2 separate regions of the Gossypium hirsutum genome follow, and region 2 is linked to region 1. A link is a contact called in public Hi-C data. All regions are on one chromosome and are shown on one strand. The core of a region is the stretch at or near the end of the contact, and the rest is flanking DNA. Distances in the headings are between cores, read along the strand shown.

Region 1 (2,700 bases), core at 1-2,500:
AATGGTGTAACAACATCCAATTTCAATCCCCCAGTATGTTTCCACAGAATCTCATTTGCAACAACAGAAAATGCATAAATCACATAGATCATGACAAATGCAATGGCACCCCAAATACTCACCTTGCCAATTATCAATATCATTGTAAGTGACATGAGCGTAAAAAGGAAGAAACAGATATCCCTAATGAAGCATCTTTTATCAATCTGAACCCCGGTCCCCGCTACACAAAGGGAGACAGCCCCTACAACAACACAAGTAACAAAAACTCCACCACCTAACACGCTATTAAGACCCACTCCACCTGTATCCGTCCCCAAAAATGCAGCTATACTTGCAAAAACATCCGGTGCCCCATTTCCCAACGGAAGGAGTGCAACCCCAGCAACAGTTGGAGGCAACATAAGCAGATAAGAAAGCTTCTCCAATGAACGGCAAAAGTAGTCAGCTGCAGTGTTACCCAAAAGATAAAACAAAGAAAGAAGCCAAACAACCAATATCAAATAGCCCACTATCCTAAATTCTCCACAACCACAATAGAAGAACTTAATGTAATCAAAGAATCCATCTGAAGAACACTGTGGATTCGATTTCAGGAACTCACATTGATTAGCAAAACCCTGATGATTATTCAATCCGGTACAGAAAACAGGATGGCTCAAGCTTACATTCAACTCATTCTGCTGGCCCTTCCCAAAAGCTAAATTTGACGAACTGGCATCAAGTTCGCTAATTTTTCGACGAATTATACCGACGTGATCAAGTACGGTTCTTTGATTCAAATTATAATTAATAAGCCCAGACAATTGGCTAATGTGAGGTTTTCTTAAGAAATCTGCCCGGGTGTAAAAAAAGAAAAGTAGAATAATGGCAGATAATCCATTGAAAATCCCATGAAATTTGGGACTTTTTGGAACATAAAGACAATTATTACTCATAAATAAAATCTCTTTATCTAAAAAAAAAACATCAAGCTTTTGAAAAATTCCTACAAAGTGAATTAGGCTAGGGTTTTCAGCTAAGGAACTAGGAAACCCCAGCCTTGAATTCAGAAGAGAAAATGAATATGAAATTTAGGATACTTACCGATGACCCCAAGATTAAAGAGGAAATGGAATTTAATGGCTCTTTTTGGGACAGTTTTTCCAACGCAGAAGTTCGTTGACAATAATAATAATCAGGGAATTTTTGAAACAAAATAATTTGGAGAAGAAGTTGGTTAGAAATTTCTCATGACTGCTATTTTTTTCCTTTTTCTTTATCACCCCTTTATTTATATTAATATATACTATTTTTTAATGAGTGCTAATTTTTTGTTACATTTTTATAAAATTTAAAAGTTATTTTATTTCAATTAAGAAAAAACTATTTTACTCGTGTTAATTTTATGCTTTGTTAATAAGAGAATCATGGTTTGCAAAATCCAATCGGTTTCACTAATTTAATATTCAAAAAAATTCTAAAACATGAAAAATTTTGAAAAAATTAATCAGAATTTTTAAAAATATTATACGTAATTTTTATGTGTTTATATTTTTAATTCTTTAAATAATATAATTCTACAATTCAAAATATATATTTTTACTAATTAAATTAACATTGGTATAATTTATAATAAAATTCTACTAATTTTGATAAATAATTTAGAGAATAAAATGTTTTAAAAGTAATGAAAAATAGAAAACAATTGATAATAAAATATTAAATAATTAGATAAAATAAAATTGAATTAATATATAATATTATTAAAATTAATATAGAAATTTGGAACTAAAATAAAAAAAATTGTAATATTAAATTGAAATAATAAGAGGACAAATTTAATGTTATATTACCTTATAATCAATTAAATAATTTTTCAATCTCTTTTCGATGCTATTGTTGTTCGAATATGATTCTACTTCTAACTTATTATTACTAATTATCTCCATTTGCTACTTGATCAAATGTGTTTAACTATTTAATATTATTCTCTAATATTAATTAAGTAATAATTAATAGATAAAATAAAACTCAATTTTACATCAATCTTTCTTTTAATTGATTTAAGTACTTTGCTTCTAATAAACTTAAATTAAATTATAAGTAGATTCAAATATCAATTAACAAATTTAAATTAAATTATATTAATTAATTAAAATATATTTAAAATTTATGTTTCATATATTAAAATATTGATAATGAGTCACAATAAAGTATTTTAATATTTTTATTATAATTTAAGTTGATACATTTTGTATATCATAATATTATAAATTTAAATATTATTTAAATGTATATTATTTACTTTATAATATCAAACTACAATAAACATTTTATCCTTACAAAAATATTTTTTTAACAAAATTACTAAACATTTAAAGCTTAAATCAAATTTTTTGGTATCAGTAAAATTTGTAATTATCACACCTTTTTCTTTTTTTGTATTCGCTATATCTGGTTTATAGATAGTGTTTGGGATTTGTGACTACCCTTATCAATAATGTTGTCTCTAAAATTTGAATTTACATTCCTTTGAGAATGTAATGAGTCTTACCATTGCACCCAACACTTAATGGTGATCACACATACTACTTTAAGTTAACTTTATATTAATATTTAGATGTCAATAAAATTTGTAATTATCACAATACATAAATGACAACTAAAACTTCTAAATTAAATTATAATTATTTTTAGGTGTCAATCTAATGATATGAT
Region 2 (2,700 bases), core at 29-2,528, 120 kb before region 1:
ATCCAAATCAATACCATTTATGAACCCACATTTTTGCCGTATCTATTCCATCTTTCTCGCATTGACTTTTGTTTTAGTTAGAAACAAAATTTGGGGTTGACCTTGCCTCAATTTGTTCTTGAGACGTCTAACAGACCACAATTTCCCTAACCCACGAACATTCCAATTTATTATTTTCATTGCGCTTGGTCAGCTTGCCAGCTAATATAAAATGGGCTCTCCCCACTGGTCATTCCCCACGAACTAATACTAAATTTTCCATCCCCGTAGTGACATAATCCCCCATATCATTCCGAAGTCTCTTCTTGCCATCAATATTCTCAACATGTATCTCTTCCCCATCATGCTCCATGTTTAAATGCTCCCGCAATTGATCCCCACAACCATCATCCCTTAGAATACTTACCCCCGACCCTTCTAAATTAATCCCTAACATAGGATCCCTCTTAATTCCAATATCCTGCCGACCGTTTGTCCCAGAATCGTAAACAAAATCCCTTTTCCCTCCACCAGGATTAGCCCCCTTCACTTTATTCCACCAACCATACACTACTCATTGTTGCAGCTCTTCTCGATTATGCTTGAATCGATAGATCCCACCCTAGCTCAATAGTCTCCTCTTCTCTTGACATACAGAGTTGACAGAAAGAATCACTATGCCCCAAACGACCGTAAAAGAAATAGAACAAAGTCAATTTTTCATACCTGAAGTAAACATAACTGTGGCTACTTGACGTGAATATAATCTTCTTTTTCCTTTTCAGGGGTCTCTTGACATCCAATTGGACCCTGAGTCTAAGATATTACGCATCGCCCGACTTAAACTCTTCGAATCATACTAAAAAAAAGTACCCATAAAATTTCCAACTGTCGCGCCATAACTTCCAAGAATAATCCCATAGGTAGATCATGCACCTGAACCCAAAAACTCACATATAACAAAGGAACCTTCACCTGATCCTCCCCTCTCTCTAGCCTATGAAACACCAACAAATTGTTATTATAAGTCTTGGGAGCCCTATTAATCACTCGTTCCAAATCCATCCTATGAAAGAACTTAAATAAAAAGTGTTTGTCTCCTAGATTCGAAATCTGAGCGCCTCTAACATGATGCCAAACATTCGCCATGGTGCTCTTCATAACCGAAAAATGAACTATACTTGCTATTTTCTAACAGCTGAAAATACTAAATTCAGACACCACCGATTGCGAACCAACCTCCGTGGGTACCACTAAACCCTCTTTCTCCTCATCATCGAATGATAAATTTGCCAACTCGTGTTCCATATCAGCCAAAAACCCTAAAAAACCAACGATGAGCCTGTCAAAAACTACCACCGCCGTCAAGAAACGCAAAAAAAAAAATCTAAGAAAACCCCTAGCCGTGCTAGTGAAGCAGACTTGTTATTAAATAAAACTTTTTGAAATGCTAGTTTATATAGGATTACCAAATTGCTAGAGACAAATTTCCTAAGAATCTGATTATTTTTGTGTATGTTAGGTGTAAATTATTTAAACAAATCATTATCAAATTCACACACCATAAATAACATTATCGTTGTTATTCAAACTTAAGTGGTAAATTTTAAGTGAACCTTTAATGCAGCTAGAAATGTGTTTTTTTTTAATTTATTTATATTTTCTTTTAAGTTGTTTACTAATCTTTAATATCTTTTTAAGGGTAAATTATTTCGTTAGTCACTCTAAAGTAGAAACGATTCTTTAATATCTTTAATATCTTCAATATCTCATCAATGGATTGCTGACTAGACTTGCCCCATTAGCTTTTTTTTCACTTAATGTCCACTTTAAAAAATGGTAAACTATCAAAATAGTTACTTTTGTTTGTGTTTGTCTTGGTTTACATTTTAGTCACTTATATTTGAAATGTTACGTTTTAGTCACGTACACTATCATTTTGTTACAATATGATCACTCTATCATTAAGATCTGTTACCTCCCAAACGACAATTTGACATGGCAGTTAAAGTGATTTTTAAATACTAACGTGCATGTCCAGCCAAGTAAATTAATTAATTTTTTAATTAAATAAATTTAATTAATTGAATTTTCTAAATTAAGTAAAGGAAAATTTTAATTTGGTTTCCCAAAGTAATCAAAATCAATGCATCAGATTAATCCTTGAACAAAAAAAAAGAACCTTTGGACTCCTTTTTCTTTTAGTTTTCATTTCTATTTTGACTGAAAAAATCATCCATTTTCATAGTCATCTTTGTTAAATCAAAACAGTAGAAATCAAATTGAGTGCTCCATCAATCGGTTGGATTTTTTATTCAAAATGGAAGAACAAATGATTGATTCAATGGATGGTCCAGACATGGATTACAGTAAGTAATGGGTTTTTGGTTCTTTACCTGAGTTTTGGGTTCAAATATTATGGTTTTTTTTTTTTGCAAAAAGGTGATAATCTTTTAATGTTTTTTTTTGTATATGTGACAGACAAAAAGAACATGTTTCATCTTTATTTAATTGTGTTTATTGTTTATTTGCAAAAAGGCATGACTACATCTATGTTTTATATGTGTGACATTATTTATTGCATATTTTGTATTAACTGCAAAAAGGGGTTAATTTGTTTCGACCATGAAGTTCTCAACATAACTAGGCAACCACAATAGCAAGAAAGTATAGAGGTTGGTGTGTCCATTTCTTCTTCTTCTTTTTTGTCGTTTTGCTATT

The links. A called contact is a pair of places that touch in the nucleus more often than the background predicts.
Region 2: a contact with region 1 is called in a Hi-C map of callus, with 4 times the contacts expected there. The contact joins the enhancer-like site here to the promoter of LOC107900604 in region 1. A contact is called at or near these places in 9 of 34 Hi-C or Micro-C datasets (anther, callus, hypocotyl and 2 more).

The regions. Positions count from the first base shown.
Region 1 is chrD06:55,076,882-55,079,581 of Gossypium_hirsutum_v2.1, reverse strand. LOC107900604 (cation/calcium exchanger 4) reads right to left here and starts at 1,250. Exons shown (of 1, transcript XM_016826267.2): 1 at 1-1,250. The coding sequence starts at 938.
Region 2 is chrD06:55,196,084-55,198,783 of Gossypium_hirsutum_v2.1, reverse strand. No RefSeq gene overlaps it. Among protein-coding and RNA genes, the nearest start is that of LOC107900605, 42 kb to the left of the region's middle. Within about 2 kb of position 1,278, at least 6 of the 9 cell types and tissues checked have an H3K27ac peak or open chromatin away from gene starts, as enhancers often do.